3 separate regions of the Mus musculus genome follow, and regions 2 and 3 are each linked to region 1. Evidence: chromatin contacts called from public HiChIP or PLAC-seq and capture Hi-C data. All regions are on one chromosome and are shown on one strand. The core of a region is the stretch at or near the end of the contact, and the rest is flanking DNA. Distances in the headings are between cores, read along the strand shown.

Evidence for each region. HiChIP or PLAC-seq counts read pairs in DNA pulled down with a chosen protein or histone mark. Capture Hi-C pulls out chosen DNA fragments and counts their contacts.
Region 2: a contact with region 1 is called in a FOXA1 HiChIP or PLAC-seq map of pancreatic cancer cells. The contact joins two enhancer-like sites. A contact is called at or near these places in 1 of 15 datasets of contacts at CTCF or cohesin (large pre-B cells), 7 of 115 datasets of contacts at active chromatin or transcription factors (embryonic basal ganglia, embryonic forebrain, embryonic stem cells and 2 more) and 1 of 9 other capture datasets (embryonic stem cells).
Region 3: a capture Hi-C map of embryonic stem cells shows a contact between it and region 1, with 2.9 times the contacts expected there. The contact joins two enhancer-like sites. A contact is called at or near these places in 1 of 115 datasets of contacts at active chromatin or transcription factors (embryonic stem cells) and 1 of 9 other capture datasets (embryonic stem cells).

Annotation. Positions count from the first base shown.
Region 1 is chr11:88,160,021-88,163,437 of GRCm38.p6, reverse strand. The region is part of intron 1 of Cuedc1 (CUE domain containing 1); the gene reads right to left. Among named protein-coding and RNA genes, the nearest start is that of Mrps23, 43 kb to the left of the region's middle. Within about 2 kb of position 1,982, at least 256 of the 459 cell types and tissues checked have an H3K27ac peak or open chromatin away from gene starts, as enhancers often do. A contact at or near this core is called in embryonic stem cells and pancreatic cancer cells, where this site is marked.
Region 2 is chr11:88,821,172-88,824,729 of GRCm38.p6, reverse strand. No RefSeq gene overlaps it. Among named protein-coding and RNA genes, the nearest start is that of 4930556N13Rik, 29 kb to the left of the region's middle. Within about 2 kb of position 1,504, at least 31 of the 459 cell types and tissues checked have an H3K27ac peak or open chromatin away from gene starts, as enhancers often do. A contact at or near this core is called in pancreatic cancer cells, where this site is marked.
Region 3 is chr11:88,929,750-88,933,626 of GRCm38.p6, reverse strand. Scpep1 (serine carboxypeptidase 1) reads left to right here. Exons shown (of 13, transcript NM_029023.3): 10 at 66-179; 11 at 3,282-3,419. It overlaps Scpep1os (serine carboxypeptidase 1, opposite strand), which reads right to left. Exons shown (of 5, transcript NR_045955.1): 4 at 1,240-1,339. Among named protein-coding and RNA genes, the nearest start is that of Scpep1, 24 kb to the left of the region's middle. Within about 2 kb of position 1,701, at least 12 of the 459 cell types and tissues checked have an H3K27ac peak or open chromatin away from gene starts, as enhancers often do. A contact at or near this core is called in embryonic stem cells, where this site is marked.

The DNA.
Region 1 (3,417 bases), core at 733-3,232:
GTATGCCCACAGGTACACCCACAGAGACATGCAGACACACGTAGACACGTACTGACGTGGCTGCCGTTCATCCAGCCACCCTGAGCACTCTGTGCAGATCACTTGACCAACAAACCTACACTCTCCTTTGGGACCTTAAGCTCTCTCAGCACCTTGTCTCTCCTCCTTCTGGTCCCTGCCACATTGTCAGGGAGACTGCTCTATCAGCTCAGTCTGTCTTCCGGCATTCCTTGACCTTTGCCCTGCTTTGTCATCCTCTGTCACAAACATCATATACAGTGCACTTGCCAGTGACCATCTTCTACACTAGATCAGCATTTTTTAGGGCAGATTTGCCACATCCAGTGTGGAGCTCCCAGTGTCCACAAAGCACCCAGTACAGTCAGCCTGTGCTAACTAAGTGGACGAGCAGAGAAGCAACCGGTGGGGTAACACAGTAACCAACTATGGGTGTCCAAAGCCCAGCAGCCGTTTGGATCCCACAAGCTCTCTCTGACTGTCATCAGGGCCTTCTCTCCCTGCACACAATTCTGACGGCTACACAATCAGCCCCAGGGGTCAGGAGACAGTGCCTCTCCCACTGCCAATTTGACTGTATTTTTCCCCAAGCTAGAACAGGGTCAACCTAGAACTTGAGACCCCAGAAGGAGGTATGAAGCTGTGGGCCAGCACTTACTCTCTCCCTCTCCCTCTCCCTCTCCCCCTCTCTCCCTCTCTCTCCCTCTCCCTCTCCCTCTCCCTCTCCCTCTCCCTCTCCCTCTCCCTCTCCCTCTCCCTCTCCCTCTCCCTCTCCCTCTCTCCCTCTCTCCCTCCCTCTCCCTCTCCCTCTCCCTCTCCCTCTCCCTCTCCCTCTCCCTCTCCCTCTCCCTCTCTCCCTCTCTCCCTCCCTCTCCCTCTCCCTCTCCCTCTCCCTCTCCCTCTCTCCCTCTCTCCCTCCCTCTCCCTCTCCCTCTCCCTCTCCCTCTCCCTCTCCCTCTCCCTCTCCCTCTCCCTCTCCCTCTCTCATCTCCACCTACCCCAGACTTCCTCTCTGTCAGTGGATGAGGAGCGTTTGGAACATCTGGTCCACCTGCAATAGTCTTAAGGGACTCATTTCTTGCCTAAGAACCATGCATAGCCCAGTGACACCAACAGACCAGGCCACTAGGTGGTGTCCCAGGGCCCAGGCCACAGCGGCTCCTGGGAAAGGGCTAACCGCAGCTGCCCTCCCAGAACCTTGTTGTGCCCCATCCCCCACCCTTGGGACTGACGGGAGGACAGAAGAGCCACTGGATAGCACAGGCATCTCAGAAAGGGGTGGGGGTGGGGGTTGGGGTTGCAGTCAAGACACCACTTTCTGTGCTCTCTCCTCAGGAGATGGAATTAATCCACCCAAGGCATTTTATCCTCCAGTGCCTACCCGGACTGGGAATCCTGGGCAGCCAGTGCTGCGGCAGAGCCTCGAGACAAGCTATCAGACCTGAAGGGTGACATCTGTACCCTACCCATCTGGGAAGAGAAGGGGGGCCCAGGCTGACTGCTTCAGCAAGACTCCATGATACCAGGGCCAGAGGGGTCAGAATGAGGTCATGTGGCTAAGTCCCAGGGAAACCTTAAGTGGGTGACGCGGTGTGAACAGAGAAGCTGCTGGGCTCGGCAGCCGCCTCCTCATACAATTGTCACCTCGGACACCGTGGGGGTGGGTGCAGGGCAGTCTGCCGAGTTCTAAGGCATCAGAACTGAAGAGGCTCGAAAAGGGAGGAGGGAGAGGTGGATGAGCAAGAGGTAGAAGCTACGGTCTGTGTGTGTGTGTGTGTGTGTGTGTGTGTGTGTGTGTGTGTGTGTGTGTGTGTGTGTGTGTGTGTGTGTGTGTGTGTGTGTGTGTGTGTGTGCGCGCGCGCGCGCGCGCGCGCGCCCGCGCCCGAGCCGGCATGTGTGTGGCCAAGCACCCTGGGGAGGAGGGGCAGCGCTGACAGAGCCGCCTTGTCCTCCGGCCCCTGCACAGGCTTGTTTTCTTCACAAGCTATTAATGTCGCTGTAGCTTCAAAAGCCGGGTGACCTTTAAATGCCGAGCCTCCTGCTCCCGCCCAGGGCTCGGAAACGGCTTAATGGATACTCAGCCCCAACGGTCACAGCTGCTCGGACGACAACAAAGCCTGCCTCATTCCCAGAGCCCCCAGAACTGCAGGGCAGCTACACCTGTGCCCATTCTCTAACCCTGGCGCAGCAACCAGAGCAAGAGGCCAGGTTGGACATGGCGGGAGGAGGGAAACCCGAGGGAAAAACACTGTTGCCACGCCCTGTTGTGTGACCTGGGTTGGTCCCTTACCTCTGTTAGTCATCTCTTTTTCACGAGGATTTTTTTTTTGAAAGTGCTGGAGGGGATAAGGAGAAAGGGGCGGGGGAGTGGGGAGTAAAGGGGGCGGGGTGTGTCCTGTAGAGATGGCTAGGCAGTTAAGTGAGTTTGCTGCTCTTGTAGAGGACCAGAGTTCAGTCCCCAGCATCCATTAGCTGGCTCACAACCACTTGAAACTCCAGTTCAAGGGATCCAAAATCTTCGTCTGGTCTCTGTGAGCACCTGCATAAACATGGTATACACAGAGGTGCACACACATACACATAAAGAAAAATAAATTTAAAGAAGAAAAAAAAAAAGACGCCCAAACTCTCTGCTAGGAGGAGACATGGTTTCCAGTCTGGAGAGCTAGCAGGGTGAGAGGTTAGGCCATACCCAGGACTAGCGCATGGCACAACGCCTCTGTAACCCCTCCTTCTATCTAAGTGGATCTGCGCTGCTTCGTGAGGAGAACCTTGCCTGACTCTTCCTTCTCCTGCATCAACACAAGTGACCGAGTCTGTAGCCACATGTGTCTGAGGGTGAGGCACCAGGGCAAAGGACTCCAAAGGAAGTTAAGATCCCTCCCCCACGGGCAGATCTGGCCCTAGATCCTCAGCCAGCCCTTGGGCACCATCCTTCATCCCTGCCCTGACACTTAGCAGCCATAAAAGGAGCCCTGAGGAGTCCAGTCCCTCTTCCAACTTTGATGAAGCTCTGCAGACATTCATAACACAACCAGCTCCTGTGTTAAGCTCATGGGTGGTGGCTCATACCTGTAAGCACAGGATGAATGCTAAATGGGCTGATACTGGGAGAACCCAGGATCAAAACAGAAAACTAAAGTATGTGTGTGGGGTGGGTGCGTGCCTTTATTCCTTGCACAAAGGTACAAAGGCAGGAGGATCTTTGTGAGTTCAAGGCCACCCTGGTCTATATAGTAAAATCCTGTCTCATAAATAAATAAATAAGGCCAGTGAGGTAGCTCAGTGGGTATAGGCACCTGCCACCACCTCTAACATCCTGAGTCCCACCTCCAGGATCCACATGGTAGAAGTGAACTCATTTCTGCAGGTTGTCCTCTGACCTTCATATGTGTGCTT
Region 2 (3,558 bases), core at 255-2,754, 660 kb before region 1:
AACCAAACCACATTCCTGGCTCCTCCTTTGCCACAAAAGTGATCATTTATGTAGATGGGTATTTTATTTTGCCTGCGAGCATAATCTGTGTATCTCGTGCCTGCCTGGTGCTTGAAGAAGTCAGAAGAGGGAGTCAGGACCCCTGGAACTGGGTTCCAGATGCTTGGCAGCTGCCATGTACGTTCTGGGAACTCAAACCTGGACCCCTTGGGAGAACGGCCAGTGATGCTTTGAACCACTGTGGCACCTCTGCAGCCCCGCCCCTTTGATGTTTAACGGGAGGCTAATGAGCATGCATTGTCACGAGTCTGAGTATGGCTCAGATTGTTTCTGTTGGATAGTGCTAGGTAGGGAACAGGGTTCTGAGGTCACCGCCCTGCAGGCTGTCTCACAGTAGAGGCTCAAGCGTTTGCTACAATTTATTTATAATGCTTGCAAGTGGCTGGGCCCAGGCCCACTGAACCAGAGATTCTTAAGAATGGGACTTTGAAACCTACATTTTTTTTTCAATCCTGGGGTGGGGCAAATACAGGCCTTCACGCGTGTTCTATCGCTAGGCTACATCGCCAGCCCTTTTTACATTTTTATTTTGAGACAGTTTTCCAAGCTGGCCTTAAACTCAAGCCATAGTCCAGGTAGCTGAGGCAGGCCTTGAACTTGTGACCCTGTCTTTTCCTTTTTCTCTGAGTTTTAAAATAGAAGAATAACCGTAAACAGCTTTCTTCTTCCCTTCCTTCTCTTCCTTCTCCATCATCCCTCTTTTTTTTTTTTTTTTTTTTTTTTTTTTTTTGAGACAAGGTTTTTCTGTGTATCCTGGAACTTGCTCTGTAGACCAGGCTAGCCTCAAACTCACAGAGGTCCACCTGCCTCTGCTCCCCTGGTGCTGGAATTAAAGTTGTCCGTCAGCACCCCCTGGTTGACTTTGAGCTTTCAACCTTCCCATTTCGATCTCCCAACTGCCAGGCTGGGATTACAGGTGTGACCACTATATCCAGTTCAGGTCATGCTGGAGAGAGAACCTAGGGTTCCGAGTGTGCTCTGATAAGTTCTCCCCAACAGCCACGTCCTCAGGGTTGTCCAGTTACTTCTAAAGTGGTGTGCTTCCCCCTGGGTTGAGACAACATGGAATCCTTGGGTCCTGGTTTGGGGTTAGAGCTAATTATTGTGTGATCTGGGTGATGGCCTGCTGTCTGCCATGTGTGCAGTGTTGTGCCTTAGGTCAGATGTATCTGGGGGACAGTTATCAAAATCAGGGTGTGCAGTTTCGTTTCAAAACACCCAGTTTCCTGTTTCATTTCATCCATATTCGGCAGGGCATAGTTTGTAATGGTCTTATTCAGAGGGTGGAAAGAGAGCATTTAAACAGTAAAAGGCCCACCTTAAGAAGTAGAGTCGTAAAAGAGAATGGTTTTTGAAGTGTTTAAAGGAGTGGAATGAAGTCTTGTGCACTCCACAGGGCAGACTGCTGCTATTGTGGTCTATGTCCACTAGATGGCACCACAGCACAAGCTACTACGGGTATCCCCTCCCTTTGCCTCATCCCAGAAAACAGGTTCTCCAAGCACTTGTCTCAGTATTAAACTTAACAGGAATGCAAATCCCCAGCTCATACCCGAGACTTACTGACCGAGAACCGTGTAGCACTTTGTCCACGTAGTTTAGATGCAGACTTAAGTTTGAGAGCCACTGTCCTAGAATCAACCTTGGGGTAGCTTGGGAAGATACCTGTAGTACGCCAAAAGCGCTTGCTGGGGAGGGAATGAGGAGGTGCGTGGGGGGCGGGGCGGGGTGAGGAGGGGAGGGAGGGTGGAAGACAGTCAATGGTGCAGGTATATTTAGTGCCAAGGAGCTGCTCCAAAATCAGAGAGCTGATATGGACTAGGGGGCAAGACTGGATTTCTCCCAAGTCGGGGAAGTAGAGGAGAGAAAAGAGGGCTCTTCAAAGAGATCCCCTCCCTTAGGGCGCCAGATCATGGGCTAGGAGCTGAATCATAGGCTGAGTTCTCTGCCGGGAGCCCCAGGGCAGCTGTGTCCTCATTGTGGCTGTTCATCTCAGCCTGTTCTGAAATTTCACCAACCTACTACTGTGTTAATGGATTGAAATCTTGCAACCCTCCCAAGACGACCCAGGAAAATGGATGCTAAGAATCAAAAAGAAGCTTGAGACGGGGTGGGAAAATCACTAGTGAATTAAAACCTTATTTTTGTCTTTTCGATCCTATCTGTACCCTCAGGGAAGGCCAGTGCAGAATGAATTCATCTCTCTCTCTCTTTTTTTTTTTTTACACAAAAATTCCTTTTGCAGGTCGCAGCTGAGGCTTCACAGGGGCGACATACCATGCAAATATGTATTTTTTTTTCAGTTATGATGTATACAGTTTTTAGTTTGATTTATTTTTGGTGTCAGAAACAAAATGGAAGTTAGCTCTTTAAAAATGAGTGTGGCTGGCTGAATAAATAAATAATATGCTCTTGGCCAGTACCTGCCAGTACCTCCTTAATTGCCCATTGATTCTTTAATTCTCTGCCTTTCACCATCTACGAAATTAAGAGGCCACAGAGCATGGAGATGTCTTTTGCCAAACAACTAAAAGAATCAGAGGTTTTCGAAGGTCTGGTTCTTCCTGGGGGGCTTTTACCTAGCATTGAGGGGCACAAGTTACCCAAGGATGGAAGCCTGGTGTCCTGCTTGGACCCTTCCCAGGCTTCTGTACCGTCACTTGGCTTTCCAGCCACAAACATGTACTGTGTCCACTCTGGCGGGCCACCAGTGGCAGCAGGGACCCGGTTGTCCCTCCTCGTGGTCTCTGGAGGTTGGGTGGTCTGTCATGGTCTCTCTCCAGCAAACGCTGCCGTTCAGAGTGTTCACACTCCTCCGATAGCCCCAACCACGGGTCCTGGGAGCTGGCTGCCTCCTTTCTGCCAGGGGAGATGTTCCAGGAAGCTCTCCTTTATCCCATTTCTGGAACCACCAACCAATCTCCCCTCCCTCGGAAGTCTCCTGGCATCTATCTAGCCTCCTCTTCTCCCTTTCCTTCCCGTCAAGGCACAGAGGCCTGTGTTCTCATCGCAGGCTGTCTCCTAGGACCCTTCTCCAGGGTGCACTCTTCCTCAGGATGCTACCCTGCAACGCCTTCCTCCAGGGCATGGCTCTGAGCATTCACACCCCTCTGTAAGCTGCTACACCGGGTGGGGTAAGGACAGGTCGTGCCAGCTGCTTCTCTGTAGAAGTCTCTTAAATGGGTCTGCTTCCATGGTCTAGGGTGGGGCCCTCTCTGTTTCTCTGGGTTCATAGGACTCGTCATTTCTTCCACCCTGGAGACACAATGCCAGTTGCCTCTGCCTTTCTCCTATCCTGGAGTCTCCATGAATGCGTACTTGGTTACTGTTGGTGTCCCCATGAGAACGTCTACTCTGGGCTGGGAGCCCAGGCAAGGATACCCCGCCGGGAGCAGGGGGACCTTGCCTTTTGCCTCTGGACCCCTCAGCGGCCCCTCCTCTCTGTTCTCGTGCTCCTCTCTATCTGCATCTTCCTTGAATTAGAATTCTCACTCTTCC
Region 3 (3,877 bases), core at 452-2,951, 770 kb before region 1:
TGGGGGCCATCTCTGTGGAGTTCTGATCTAGCCCTTTGACTCACTGTATACCAGTTTGCTTTTAGTTCGTCTCTGTCAGCGCCATGTGAGACACCTGCAAGGAGACGCCTTAAGTCAACTCATGAACGGCCCCATCAAAAAGAAGCTCAAAATTATCCCTGAGGATATCTCCTGGGGAGGTACGAAAGCGCCCTAATCAGGTGCCGTTTGTAGGGGGAGGGAGGGGGATGTGTGCAGATTCGGAGCCCTTAATCTGCAGGCTGGGTTTCCTCGGTTTATAAGTAAAATGATCTTAACCACCTGCCGCAGATGTAGAATCGGCAGCGATGTGGCAAAAGGGATTTAGAATAAGGAGCTGGCGGAGAAGTGGGTGGGGGGAGACGTGGCGTGTGATTGGTTGTAGGATTGGTTGCATAAGGACTATTACACCCCTTACCTTTGTGACACATTGACAAAATAAGAGTAGGGCATGGTAGAGCTGGGCATGGTGGTGCTCACCTTTAATCCCAGCACTTGGGAGGCAGAGGCAGGTGGATTTCTGAGTTCAAGGCCAGCCTGGTCTACAAAGTGAGTTCCAGGACAGCCAGGGCTACACAGAAACCCTGTCTCGAAAAACTAAACAAGGGCTGGTGAGATGGCTCAGTGGGTAAGAGCACCCGACTGCTCTTCCGAAGGTCTAGAGTTCAAATCCCAGCAACCACATGGTGGCTCACAACCATCAGTAACAAGATCTGACGCCCTCTTCTGTGTCTGAAGACAGCTACAGTGTACTTACATATAATTAATAAATAAATAAATAAATAAATAAATAAATCCCCTTTATAAAAAAAAAAGAAAAGAAAAGAAAAACTAAACAAAAGAGTAGGGCATGGTAGTACATGGCTGGAAATCCCAGAACCAAGGAGGCTGATAGGAGCGTCACAAGTTTGAGGCCAGTCTGGGCAATTTAGCAAAAAGTGTCTCTTAAAAAAAAAAAAAAAATCTGGGCATGGTGGCGCACGCCTTTAATCCCCAGCACTTGGGAGGCAGAGGCAGGTGAATTTCTGAGTTCGAGGCCAGCCTGGTCTACAAAGTGAGTTGTCCAGGACAGCCAGGGCTACACAGAGAAACCCTGTCTCGAAAAACCAAAAATAAATAAATAAATAATAATAAAGGGCCGGGGAGAGGCCCAATGGGGCCCAGTGGTTGAGGGTGCTCGCCATCAGGCCTGATGAGCTAAGCTCAGTCTCCGGGACTCACGTGCTGGAAGGAGAGAACTGACTCTCTGAAGTTATCCATCCTCTGGCCTCTATGCATGCGCCACAGCGTGCACCACGGCGTGCATCTGTCCCCTGCCCACCTATCAGTAAATAAACAGAAGTTTTAAAATTATGATCTAAAAAAATGGTTACATGTAAGGTGCTAGATAGGGTTTGCCATGTGTGTTTTGCTCTGAAGGTCACCATGTGGAAATACTTGGGTCTTTGGAGGCCAAATCCAGCAGAAACCTTGGATAAGTTCCTACTTAGTCCCTTGGGGATCTTTGAACAAGCAGGGTAGCATTTGTTTGGTTTACATCCAAGATACCCCAGGACTACCGGGTCAAGGAGTCCCCTTTCTTCCGTGTAGCTGCTGAGGGCTTTGTTTTGACCTCTGTCTTGACTTCGTTAGGGGGTCGTGGGTTACTCTATCACAATCTGCATTGTAGTGGGCTGGCCTGATGCTGTTTATATGCTAATGCTAGTACTGATGCCAGAGAGAAGAGAGTTTGCAAGTAGACCTAGGTGACCTAATGCTATGTGACCTTGCCCCCACGGTATTTCTGATTGGTAAATAAAGATGTTGACAGCCAATAAATAGCTGGGCAGAAGAGATGTAGGTGGGATTTAGGGTTCCAGGGCCTGGGGATTTGAAGGAGACCACAAAAGGTAAAAGAAGTGGAGGAAAAGCCACCATGGGTTAAATGAGTCATGAAAATGTGGCCCTGAGGGAGAGCAGCCCCAATGAAACATAGTAACAAATAACTTGGGGTTATCGATAGGGAAGTAGATTCTAATAACATAGAGGGTAGATATTTGACCAGCTCTTGTGCTAATTGAGGCTTATTATAAATATAAAGGTTGTGTGTGTCTTGTTTTGTTTTGTTTTGTTTTGTTTTTCAAGACAGAGTTTCTCTGTGTAGCCCTGGCTGTCCTGGTACTCACTCTGTAGACCAGGCTGGCCTCAAACTCAGAAACCTGCCTGCCTTTGCCTCTCAAGTGCTAGGATCAAAGGTGTGCGCCATCACTGCCCAGCTATATGCGTCTTTTATCCAGGAACTAAATGGTCACAGACGGGATAGAAAGCCCCACATTAGGATTTAAAATGTCTACAATACTTTAAGCATATCCCTGACTAGCATACAAATCAATGAGACTCAAACTATGGTTATTTTTACTTGGCTTTGACAATTACTGGGGGGTAACCCGTAATCTACTCTTCCAACTGGTGGCTTGGCCACCTCCCCAATGGTGTATCCCAGATACTTGCTGGGTTGTTTTGTTTTGTTTTCTGGCCTTGGTACCACTTAGCACTCTGGTGCAAAGCAGTTTATTTCCGAGTGGAACAGCTGAAAGCTTTCTGGGCCTCTGCCTCTCTGTTTCCTTCTGCAGATTTTAGCTCCTCGTTGCACATGGCACGTACCATCAGCACGCGCTCCCAAGCAAAGGGACAGTGTGCACTATTTTTATTTCCTTCTTGCTGGCCAGTTGGTCCCTCTGTGGAGCACCTGTCACTCAGCATTGCTTCCTAGGTGTAGGGGTGAGTTTAGCTACACCTGTTTGGCTCCTGGCTGGTTGAATGTGCGTACCTGCCCAAGAGCTATTTGGATTCTCAAATAAAAGACTCATGCGTGATCACCAGCCAGTCAATATTAATGTGCCTTGACTTGCTCAAAGGCTGGGCAGTTCTACTCCTCTGACCAGCTAGCATAGATTTCCCTCCAGTATTCCTGGCTCCTAAACCTTCCCCTGCTACCCCAGGCCCAATTTAGGAAGTGGCCAGTAGCTGTTGGTTCTTTATTGATTGATAAAAAAACAATCGGGGACAAGAACCTTCAGGGTTTGGACATACAGATTCCAGAATTTGGAGGTTGAATCAGTTCAAAGCCATAGAACTCACACATACACACACACACATACACACACACACACACACACACCCCTGACACCTAGGGACTTTTAGGAACCATAGTTTAGAATGCTTGGGCAGAAAGAGATTTCTTAATTCCAACGTGTTACCTCTTTCTCCTTCACCTTCTGTAGCCCAGGCATCTTATGTCTTCCTAAGCATGGAAGGGGACTTCATGAAGCCTGCCATCGACGTTGTGGATAAGTTGCTGGCAGCTGGGGTCAATGTGACCGTGTACAACGGACAGCTGGATCTCATTGTGGACACCATAGGTAGGAACCAAACTCTGGGGGACACACGGTAGCAATCAGGGGACAAGCCAAAAGGAAATGGCCCAGGATGCATAGGCCTTGGGATTGGTGGAATTCGTGCCTGGAGGAATACCATTTCCTGTCACATGCATCCACTCCTGACTTGGACTCTTGAGCTGTGATGCATGAGAGAACTCTGGGTCTTTCCAATTCTCGGGTACCTGGATATGTTAAAGAAAAGAATAAATAGCTACCCACCTCCTGCCAAAGTCTTCCTGGCTCCTTGGGCAGATATACTACTTAATTGTGGAAACATTTATTTTTGTGGTATTATAGAAGATGTTAACACACTAACTTCTACAGCTCGGTTTCCAAGGCCCCAAGGAGAATTGGGCCTGAGGAGCTCTGTAGGCTCTCAGGCAGTATCCCATGCCTGTGATTATAGCTACTGAAGCTGAGACAGTATAATTACAATCACA